Regions from separate parts of the Mus musculus genome. Here regions 1 and 3 are each linked to region 2. The links are chromatin contacts, called in public promoter capture Hi-C maps. All regions are on one chromosome and are shown on one strand. The core of a region is the stretch at or near the end of the contact, and the rest is flanking DNA. Distances in the headings are between cores, read along the strand shown.

What was found. Promoter capture Hi-C pulls out the DNA fragments that hold promoters and counts their contacts.
Region 1: a promoter capture Hi-C map of the HPC-7 cell line shows a contact between it and region 2. The contact joins the enhancer-like site here to the promoter of Nap1l1 in region 2. A contact is called at or near these places in 11 of 39 promoter capture datasets (the C10 cell line, the HPC-7 cell line, cranial neural crest and 8 more), 1 of 15 datasets of contacts at CTCF or cohesin (the NIH/3T3 cell line), 2 of 484 Hi-C or Micro-C datasets (both in bone marrow-derived macrophages), 14 of 115 datasets of contacts at active chromatin or transcription factors (the 230-238 cell line, Th17 cells, embryonic basal ganglia and 8 more) and 4 of 9 other capture datasets (adipose tissue, liver, macrophages and 1 more).
Region 3: a promoter capture Hi-C map of pre-B cells shows a contact between it and region 2. The contact joins the enhancer-like site here to the promoter of Nap1l1 in region 2. A contact is called at or near these places in 11 of 39 promoter capture datasets (the C10 cell line, the HPC-7 cell line, cranial neural crest and 8 more), 1 of 484 Hi-C or Micro-C datasets (bone marrow-derived macrophages), 10 of 115 datasets of contacts at active chromatin or transcription factors (the 230-238 cell line, Th17 cells, embryonic basal ganglia and 7 more) and 3 of 9 other capture datasets (adipose tissue, liver and macrophages).

What each region holds. Positions count from the first base shown.
Region 1 is chr10:111,935,473-111,939,458 of GRCm38.p6, forward strand. No RefSeq gene overlaps it. Among named protein-coding and RNA genes, the nearest start is that of Krr1, 35 kb to the right of the region's middle. Within about 2 kb of position 1,474, at least 66 of the 459 cell types and tissues checked have an H3K27ac peak or open chromatin away from gene starts, as enhancers often do. A contact at or near this core is called in the HPC-7 cell line, the NIH/3T3 cell line, adipose tissue and 2 more, where this site is marked.
Region 2 is chr10:111,471,228-111,474,947 of GRCm38.p6, forward strand. Nap1l1 (nucleosome assembly protein 1-like 1) reads left to right here and starts at 2,000. Exons shown (of 16, transcript NM_015781.5): 1 at 2,000-2,124.
Region 3 is chr10:111,912,249-111,915,964 of GRCm38.p6, forward strand. No RefSeq gene overlaps it. Among named protein-coding and RNA genes, the nearest start is that of Gm20758, 40 kb to the left of the region's middle. Within about 2 kb of position 1,388, at least 13 of the 459 cell types and tissues checked have an H3K27ac peak or open chromatin away from gene starts, as enhancers often do. A contact at or near this core is called in embryonic stem cells and pre-B cells, where this site is marked.

The sequences.
Region 1 (3,986 bases), core at 224-2,723, 460 kb after region 2:
TTCCCAAAGACCAGTGACTAGAGAGTTCTTTAATTCTCTGAGCCTTAGTTTCCTCTGAGCATGAGATTATTATACTGTGGCACACATAAGTTTGTTTTAAGACAAACATTTATCAGGACTTGGGAAAAGGCAGAAGGCCCTGGGTTTGATCTTTAGCTATGCACACATGCACATGCACACACACACACACACACACACACACACACACACACAAATATACACACACAAATATACACATACATAGACACACATATAGATATACACATACTAAGACACTCACATGCACATAGACACACAGAGAGAGACACACAGAGACACACACATGCAGACACACACATGCACCATACACACAAAATTGTGATACCAACACTAGAGTCCCCTGACCTATGGTGCTTTATGTTTGTATTTTATGACTTTTCAGAAGTCCCAGTGATGAAGATCAGTGTGACAGTCCACTCGCATCCAGGAGTTGATTGCAAAGGGACACAATAATTCCCATGGGTTAACCACAGCACTTAGCTTAGACCGTCTCAGTTGAGGCGTATTTTAATCTAGTTCTCAATTTACAGATGGGATTATGTGTAGAATGATCCTGGGACCCATGTTAACCTCCCCAAGCCTTAAATTAGCCACAAGACCGTGTCACAGCCCCACAGATGTTGAATTGGAAGTCCTCCCATGTGCACACACATATTTAGAACACTAGGCATCTCCGCTTGACTGATGAATCGGCAAAAGCCATGCCAAGCTTGTCTGGATGTCTGGAACTCTCTAAACAGCAACTATTCCTCTGCTCCTGAGTTTGCCAGGTTCTGGGTTCAGGACACATCTAAACTTCTTTCTCTGGACCAGTGTCTTGGGTCGTGGCTCTCTCCTATCCTAAGGATTCACTTGGTAGCCATGTGATATGTTGAGCAATGGCTGTAAATGTGGGGGAAGCTCTGGCACAACTAGAAACAGTTTGACAAACCCATTCCTGACTGACCTTTTCTTTCCCTCCAGTTTTGCTATCACTGGCCTGGAAATGAGGTATCTGCTAATCCTGACATCACGGGCTAACTAGCCAGTGAGATCCCGTTCCTAATGGATGTGGAGCCTCTGCTGCAATACCTCTGTCTCTGCCCTGCTAGCCCCACCCAGAAAGCCTCCTGTCTTCCTTTCCACTCTTGCTCTCTTCCTCTTTTGTCACATACTCTTCAGAGTGTCCGCAGATGTCAAGTGGAGAGAAAGACATGTGGCATGAATGCTCTTGTGCTGGCACAGGGATACTTCCTGAAGAAGATAGGGCCCCTCGCCGGGTCGCTGAGCAGGCTGCCCATCTGGATTTGTCACAGCTCGGGGCCTATTCTTGATTTAGATAGCTTGACAACTCTCATACTGGCACGATGCCACCCAGGGTGCCAGTCAACGGGCCATCTAGCCATATCAAGTGCGGCTGTTCAGGGCAGGAATCCTAGCCAGGAATTTCTAAACTGCCATTCGTGAGAGGTTCAGTGCATTTTGGCTGGGGAAAAGCTTCCAAAAATAAACACTAGATACTGTGGCCATTTGTTTGGACTTTTGTAGAAGTGTTATTAGTCATTGGGGGTAAGAAAAGGACGGTGGACACGTCAGCAGGAAATGAAGTCTAATTAATCATTCTGACAGGCAGCAGGGGACTTGAGCCCACTCTTCCCAGAACAACTGTGGGGAATTTAGGAAATGGCTAGAACAGCATTTGGTCTTACCAAAGTCTATTTATTTCTTCAGAAATTGAAAAATCACGGATGAAAGTGAGATAAGTCCATGGGAAATAAACAACATAGGGACCCGAGAAGTGAGGACATGCCTTCTTAGAATTTAGTTCTAAGACGGTCAAGCCGAAGGCCCTTATTTCAATGTTTGGAATGTACTTCCTTTGGATGATATTTACACGTGTGTGTATCAGTGTGTGTGTATCAGTGTGTGTGTGTGTGTGTGTGTGTGTGTGTGTGTGTGTGTGTGTGTGTGTTTGGAATGTGAATTGAGACAGAGACACACAGAGAGAAATAGAAAGACAGACACAGAGACAGAGACAGAGACAGAGGGACAGAGATTGGAAGCTAGACGCTAGGCAAATGCTACATTCTTGCATACTAGGCAAATGCTCTAAGCTGAGCTGTCTACTGCTCTCTCTTTCCACTTTTTATTTTGAGATGAGGTGTCACTAAATTGCCCAGGCTGATCTTAAATTTGTGATTCTCCTGCCTCAGCCCACTGAGAGTAGCTGGGGATGTATAGGCTGATGCTACCAAACCCAGCATGTTCCTAGCCTCTAATTGAGAATTCAGTTCATTGCACTTTCAAGCCTAAGGTTTAAGCAGCTTTGTGAGTTGCTAAAGCCTCATGCTGAGGGCTGCTAGCATGTACCTTTTGCTGAAAAACATCAGTTATTATCCAAACAAATTAGAGGTAACCCCTGCCTTCCCACTGAAAACATCGTTTTTCCTCTCTTCCTGTTTGTGTATATATTATAGAAGGGCAATAACCGTATGATTTTACAAGAATACTATGCAGAATAAGTAAGAAAGTTGTCCAAGAGGCCAAGCCTAATGTCCCAGGGCTATAATTCCAGCTATTGTGGAGGCAGAGGTAGGAGGAATCACAGGGGCAGGGCCTGCCAGAACTACAAAGTACGTTCAAGGCAAAACTGTACAAAATGCAGCAGGCAACTAGTAAGACATCATCTCAAAAAAAAAAAAAAAAAAAAACAAACCTCTTTTTTTTTTTAAAGGACTGAGAGGATAGTTCAGTGGTTGGTGCTTGCTTTCTAAGTGTCACAGGCCTGACTTTCTTCCAGGCTGGGAGGCAGTCAGGAGGGAAGGGAAGAGAAGAGGAGGGGAAAAAAGAAATGGAATTTAGGCAAACATCTTAGTATTAGTCGGTGCTCAATATATATTAGTATCAAGTAGATCCACTAGATTCCCGATTCACACAGATGAAGAGTTTCTTTGTTTGCCCAGCCTAAATATATCTTAGTCTTTCCATGTCCGTTTTTTAACCCTTGTCTCCATGTGGTATGTTGAATTTAATTTTTATTAGCTTGTATTGGGAAATTGTTCCACTTTGGGGCTTTTGAGATACTGACCATGCTAAAAATATAGAGGCAAACAAATATGTGTGTGTATGCGTGTGAATATAAATATGTATATGTAATGTACATGTATATGATGTGTATGTTGCATATGTTGTATGTATATATGTGTGTATATATGTATAAGATGTATATCATGTATATGATTGATATATATGATGTAGATGATGTAGATGTTTATGATATATATGATGTATATGATGTATATGATGTATATGTAGATGTAGATGTAGATGTAGATGTAGATGTAGATGTAGATGTAGATGTAGATATAGAAAGGTATTTGTGTACATCTTCTCCCAGCTCTTGTCACCAAAACCCCTTTCAGTGGTTTGACAACCGCCCAGGAACTTGAAAGTGGATATCCCTCTAGTGGCCTCTGAAGGTCATTATCCTCAGAAGTTCATGAATGCTGTGCTTCTGATCTTCATCACAAAGGACCAGTTATTAAACGCGTATCAGCATACCACTGTCCCAGGATAATTTAAATATCCAAAGTAACGTATGCAAGCATTTACCATTGACTTCAATGGATAAACGGCCAGCTGAGATGTACTCACTGTTTTATCCAGTCATCTCTGTTTCATTTGTTTATAGTGTCTGAGTCCTTATGCAGTAGATGGCTGGCTGGGAGACCAATTTATAATTGTCGCTGTTGATACAGAGTCTTTCTATGTAGCTCAGATGGGTCAGATTGAAGATTTTCCTACCTTGATTTCTCGAGTGCTGGGATCACAGGCATGCACTACCGTGCCAGCTCTCCAAATTCTTCTTCTTCTTCTTCTTCTTCTTCTTCTTCTTCTTCTTCTTCTTCTTCTTCTTCTTCTTCTTCTTCTTCTTCTTCTTCTCCTTCTCCTTCTCCTTCTCCTTCTCC
Region 2 (3,720 bases), core at 750-3,249:
ATGGTGACACTCACCACATTGCATCTAATCAAGAGCTAAAAGGCAGTTCATGTTGGTGTTCCGCTTGCGTTCTCTTTCCTATTCAGTTCAAGACAGCCCATGCATGGATGTCACCAACCCAAAAGAGGAACTTCCCACTTCAACGAGCACAAGTTAGAGACGCCCTCACAGACACACCCAGGTTTTTCTCCTAGGTGCTGCTGTATTGATATTGGCTGCCACACAACTCATTTCATGATGGAGGCCTGGGCTTGACATTTTTTTTTCCGAAACGTGAATTCCATGACTTGGCAAAAGGAGGTGATCATTTGAACAGTTCTGGATTCGATCCTAGATTTCCCATGTGACCTTGAACAACTTGACTAATGCTAATTACAGACATTTTAAAGTTTCAGGGAAACTAATAGATGTCCCAGGATCTTTCCTTTAAAAACAAACAAACCAATAAGCAAGCCCCCAAAAAACCTTTGACAAGTCCAAAAGCTTTGCTTAGCTTTAAGATAGGGTCTCACTACGTAGCCAGGCTGCAGTAGAGTTGAAAATCCTCCTGTCTTTATCTCCAGAGTTCTGGCTTAACTGGTGTGTGACACCACACTCCACTTTCCCCCAGAGACCTTTGTGTGCATTCCAGATACTGATAGTTATCTTGTTGGAAATTAACAGTGATTTTTTTTTTTTTTCTGCTACAGGGCCTTAAATATTCCGCGCTGACCTGGAACTCTCTATGACCCTAAATTCCTTATCCCTGTGCCTCTATCTCTGCAGGGGTGCAACTCCAGAAATGAAGCCATGTGTGGGCTATGTGATGCTGTGGTTTGAACCTGGGGCCTTCATGCATCTTAGGCAGGCACTCTTACCAAATGAGCTACATCCAAAGGACTCAAAGAGTAGTTATTCTTTCACTAAAATACTAGCACATAGCCTTTTGTATGCACATACTACTTTTTGCCAAGTTCTTCCATGCCTGATTTCACAACAGATAACCAGATTCTCCTGTCTGTCTGTTTGTATTTCCAATGTTGCCCTATCTCACGACTTGTAGTGTCTGGAAGACTCCAGTGAAGGCTTGTGGGAGGATGGGAATGTAAAATGTAGACAGTGCCTTAGTATTATAGACAGATTAACCTCCCACCATAAAGACCACACTTGGAGCACAGCTGTTTGATTTGACGATCTCAAATTGTGGCACATAGCCACTCTCTGAAAGATTTAAAATCTGATACCTGCAGGGCCTCACTGTGGCCCTACCTAAAAAACAAAACCCCAAAGCACCAAACATAGTTAACAGAACAGGTGATTTGTAGTCAACTGAAAAATAGCTGCAAGATTTCATGAGCTTAAGGGTTGATTTACTTTTTCAGGAAGATGAAAAATTGGTATGCTGATTATTTTCATTATAAAGCAGTAATACGCAAAAATACGCTCTTTACTTCCATCAAATGAACTAAAGCAGAGATGAAGGGTTGTGTATCAGGTAAACGTGATGTGGAACACCCTAAAAGGCGTAGAGGCGCCCCGAGTTAGAAGCAAAACCAGCCGAAGACGCTGCCGCGGTGGTCACAAGAAAAGAGTTGTTAGTTCTCAGCTAGAGTGGGAAAATGGTTTCAGAGGAGAAGGGGGTGGGGAGAGGGGAGAGGCGTGCTGGGATTAGGTCTGGATGCGGATGGGAATCCTAGCCAGGATACTGCAAGCCTGCCACTAGGCTGTGTCCCTAACCCAGGCGGGCAAGGAGAACCAGGAGCGGGACCTATGGGTCGTCGCTGTGGGATTGGGATTTCCATCGCAGCGTAGAAGGGAGAAGAGATGGCGAGCACAAGACCGCCACAGGCGGGAAGCCTAAGGTGCCGGGGAAGAAGGACGGCTCTGTAACCAGGCAACAAGGCCCAGGCCCGCCTCCCGCTCCCGTTGCTACGCAACGCCGAGGCCAGGGGGAGGGCGTCGGAGCAGCCCTACGTGCTGACGCTAATTGTATATGAGCGCGAGCGGCGGGCTCTCGGGTCTTTTTTAGCGCCATCTGCTCGCGGCGCCGCCTCCTGCTCCTCCCGCCGCCGCCGCTGCCGCCGCCCTGAGTCACTGCCTGCGCAGCTCCCGCCGCCCGGCTCCGCGTCCGAGCCTCCTGGAACGGTAACGGCTGGGGGCCGGGAGGGCCGGGTGGCGGGGGCCTGCGAGGTGTCGGGCTGAGGCCGCGGGGTGAGCGCTCCGGAGCGGCCATGCGGCCTGAGGGACCCCGGGGAGCGCCGGCGGCTGCGGGGCGCGCGGGACGGCGAGGCCGCGGGAGAGCGGAGGAGGAGGAGGAGGCCACGCCGCGGGGCGCCCTGGGTCGCCCGGCCGCCTCTGCCTCGGTGGAGCCCACCGCGAGGGCAACCCCGGCGAGGCGGGCCGCGGGGATGGGGGACATGGAAGGAACGGTGGCCGCGCGAGTTCCGCCCGCAGGGAGGGGCTGTGCAGGCCGCGCGGCCTCGGCGCGCAGGAGCCGGGGCACGTGGGGACCGCGCCGCGGGCGGCCGGAGACCCCTGCCGGGGCCCACCCGACACCTCCGTCGGAGTTGGAGGAGGAGGAGGGGTCGCCACGAGTACCAGTCCCGCCACGGTCTCACCGGCTCCCTGGGTCTTCCTGGAGGGAACTGTGCTAGCGGATGGGAGGATGGAGGGGCGAGCAGCCTCCACCGCCAGGGTTATAAGGGGTTAACACGTGCAAAGCGTTCAGCCTAGCTATTTTTTTTTTTTTTTTTTTTTAACAAAAGATCTTGTTTTGTGTCTCACAGGTACAGTTAGAACTTCGATGGGTAACGTGGCCGGGGTATATTTGTGTGGAGAGACTTAATCCTAGTCTCCTTAAACCTCCAGATGGTTCTGAGACGAAAACTAAGAAGGGCTGGCTTGTTGGGGGTGGGGAGTGGGGTTCGAGTTTAATAGACCAACAGCGTGGTTCTTCCCTTCAGGCAGCACCCCCTCCCTCCCCCCAGAATTCTCACTAGGGATGAAGTGGAAGGACCATGGGGTGGAACAAGGCATTAATAATATACTGACCAAGCTCAGTGCGCCACATTTCTGTAAAGATCTCAGGAGTGGCATCGGAGGGAGGGCGGAGACAGGTCCTGTCCAGAGGGCAGGGCTTCCCAGACTAAAAGGATGCACCAGGCATACAGGCTATCTTCCAGGGCTAACTACTTCAGACTGTCTCCTGTCTCTAAATTCCAAAATGAGAAACGTTTTAAAGACTTTCCCAACACCTCTAATTTCAGGAGAGCCAACATAAAGTTTACCACTTTTGAAAATAGACGCCATCAAAACACCTTCCCAAACTTAATATCCAAAGAATACTTTGGATTAGAGGAGTGCCTAAAATTTACATTTTTTTGTTTTTTGATTTTTTTGGGGGGGGCGGGATGGGGTGGGGGTGGTGGTTTCCAGACAGGGTTTTTCTGTGTAGCCCTGGCTGTCCTAGAACTCATTCTGTACACCAAACTGGCCTGGAACTCAGAAACCCACCTGCCTCTGCCTCCCAAGTGCTGGGATTAAAGGCGTGCACCTTTAATTTTAAAACTACCAGTAAATGGGAGGTTTCAGTGGTCTTGGAATTCTTATCTTCAGACTTGTTTATGGTTGAAGTGTCTATCCCAGATTTAAACTGTACAACTACTTTAAGTCTGGATTGGAGGGATTTAATCTAGCAGTAGTGGGGACTTAGACATCTGTCATCAAATCTTGACTTAATAG
Region 3 (3,716 bases), core at 138-2,637, 440 kb after region 2:
AAGGAAGTACAAAGTCACAGGTGTCACAAGGAATACGTGGTAATTGTTAACTCTCAAGACAGTTTCTAAGAGCCCCTAACAATAGCACATTTGCATTGCAGCTTCCGGTAATGGTCAGGGTGACTTTCTTTGAATGAATACTCCTTGAACTCAGGAAGTGGGTGGGTGGAAGAATGTCACTATCTGCTTCATGATTAGCATACCTTGGAGCACTGAGTTTACTACTCTTTCATAACCATAGTCTATGTTCCATATATAGATCTATCTCATTCCCCCATCCCCAGGGCCTGGTAACTGTGACTCCGTTGTTTAGGCAACAATTGGGAATATACGGAAATATGATTGAGGTGTCTGATTTAAAATGCTTTAAAAAGTAAGTTGTATGTTTTGGTATTTGAGTACATTTTTAAAAAATAAGCAGTATGTTCAAAGGTCTTCCTTTTGGCAGAGTGAGCCCGGTCTCTTCCAGGAACTGAAAGGCAGCAGTGTGGAAGGATGGCCAAAACAACAGGGGACCAGGAGAGACAAAGCCAGCATGACAGCAGGCAGCGGCTGGTGGCCAGTGCGCATGTGCATGCGGTGCAAGGCAGAATACCAACTAATCATACAAACAAGCTATTTATTTATTTATTTATTTATTTATCGTCTATCTTTTTGTTTCCTGGCAGTGTTGAGTATTTGTTGTTGTTGCTGTTGGTGGTAGTATTTTTGGTGGTTGTTTTTTTTTTTTAAACATCTGTGGAGTTTCCTAACATAGACATTTCATGTAAGTGACATATTTTTTGCGTCTCTCTGACCTCCTTTACTTAGCAGAACGTTCTCAAGCGTCACTCATGGTGAAACATTTACAGCACCCTGTATCTTCCATGGAACGGAGACTGTATTTTAGTGGGTATTGGATATACTCTTACCTTGCTCAGAACGAGTCTGTTTTCCTGGTCTTCACATCACTCTCTCCCGCGCATCTATCCACATTGACCTCAGTGGCCACGCCCTCAGAGGCTCTCGGAGGCCTCGTGCTAGATGAAGCCATATGCTTCTTAAACCCCGCTTTTCCTGCACATTGCTTTTTATATCACCATCTGTAACTACATCCTCATCTAGGGACGATTTGATTAATGGCTTTCCACAACTAAACCCCAATATCCGAACACAAGGATTCTCCCCTAGATTGCTCTCTGCACCGGCTACTATAGGACCCCACCCCCACCAATGTGGAGATCTTTGCCACACAACTGTTGTTGAAATGATTTCTTACTAAGGAGCTGTCTGGCAGCTGCTTAGTGTTTTACCCAACCCCACCCCACCTCAACCCCACCCCACTGCGTGGTATTTTGCATTTGTATAGAAAGTGCCCTCATGGAGAAATTCCACTTGGGAATTTCCCCAACGGAGAATAAAGGCGAGGCTGTTTGGGGTGAGCTTCTTCCAGCATGAGTCTCGCCAGACAGTGTTTATGGCACCTGTGGGCCCGACTCTCTTCGCCTCTGGTTCGTTCCCTCTATGTATGTTCTGCCTCGGTTTCTTCTAAGCTGAAGACGATGCTAATTTGGTTCAATGAAGTTCCTTATCTCATCACTAGAAAAGCAGTGATTGGCTATAAGTAATTATCTCTCATTCATCTTTCCAGCACGGATAGTGTACTCCTGATTAGGATCTGCTGCGTTTCTCTGCTGTTGAGAAAATCCTCACGTGGTGGATTATAGTCTTCCTGTGGTGGATTATAGTCTTCCTCACGGCAGCGGCACTGACGACCCTTAAGCGTTTCCTGATATTTCCAACAGGTTCAAAAGTAGCGTTTCTCTTGTGTGCCCTTTACTTCCCTTCCATAGAACCCATCTCCTCTGTGCAAGTTTGCAGTCACAGGATGCTGTCCTCTTTTTGAGCAAATCTGGAAAGCCACCTGTCGTCACCGTCTTAAAATGACTGCAAATTTGTCTGTGCTTTCACAGACAGACTACAATGAAGTTGAGCCTTCCAGGCTACAATCATATTTAAATGGTTGGGGGGCTTCCGTTTTGAATTGTGTACCATGACTGAGAAGAAGGTTCTCGGCCTTTGAGAATGAGTTTTCTGCCACAAATGAGCTGCCTGAAATTTTCCTCAGTGAGGCACAGATTAAAAGACAATTGTGTCAACTAGACTCATTTGCATATGGAACCACCCAGGTGGTGTAGCCAAAGCCCTGACAGGTTCTTCCATCCTCTGGGCCAGCCTCCCTCACCACTCTGACTGAAACATGTAAGGGAGAATAGATTTACTTCGGCTCATGGTTTTCTGGCACATCCGTCAGTTTATAGAAGGGAAGGCAGTTGGGACACCTACTCTAGGCTGACAGGATGTGATGTCAGAGTTCCTCTCATGTCCTGGGTGAAGTCACAAAAAACTTGGGACTGGAAGCAGAGTCTTACAATCCTCAAGGCCCAATCTTGGTGGCCTGTGTCCACCAGTAATGTCCCATGTCACAAAGGTTCTGTAACCTCCTAAAACAATGCCCATTAATTGCAGGCCAGGTATTCAAACATACAAATCCATGAGCCTATAGAGTCAGGTCACCTCCAAGCCACATCACTCATTTTGGATAAAATAAATGCCTTTGCTCTGAAGGTAAACACACAGCAGTTAAACACAAACATACTTCAGGAAACCTTAAAAAAAGAATGGTTCTTTAGCCTCAAGGATTGTCAATAGTCTAATTAACTATGCTAATGCAGTAAATTAAAGAGGATTATCTAGCCAAAGAAGCTTTGGCAAAAGGAGTGCCAGCGGCAAACAGTGCCGGTTAGATCAAGCACTTACCACCGATTCAGATCTTAGTGGTTTGGCTTAATATCAAATCCCAAATTGTGAGAATGGAGATTGGAATCTGATACAGATATATATCTGTAACCCTACATAAAAACTTACTTATTCTGGTTAGAATTCAGTGTGTCATAGCATTTATCTTTGTATAGATAGGGGGAGAGTAATTTAACCAGGTTAACATAATTATTCACTCCTCTTGGATGTGAGATTTCTTGTAGATTTAGAGTCTGTGGGGTGGAGAGAGAGTTCAGCTGCTAAAGCACTTGCTGTTCAAGCATGGAGTCCCGAGTCTGATGCTCGGAAGCCACGTGGAAAGGTGAGGCATGGTGGCATACACTTGCAATCCCAGAGTTTAGGTGGCAGAAAGAGACAGGAGGAGTCCTGAGATTTGATGGCCAGCCAGACTAGCCTACTTAGCTGGCCTCAGGCTAGTGAGAGAGGCTGTGTCAAAAATCAAAGCGGATAACATCTGAGGAACAATACAGAGGGCTGACCTTTGACCTATACTCACTCTCTCTTACACACTCACACGTACACACACACATACACATACTCACACACATATACACATATACACCCAGATGCACACACTCACACACATATACACATATACACCCAGATACACATACTCACACACACATATACACATATACACCCAGATACACATACTCACACACATATACACATATACACCCAGATACACATACTCACACACATATACACATATACACCCAGATGCACACACTCACACACATATACACCCAGATACACATACTCACACACATATACACATATACACCCAGATGCACACACTCACACACATATACACCCAGATACACATACTCACACACATATACACATATACACCCAGATACACATACTCACACACATATACACGTATACACCCAGAT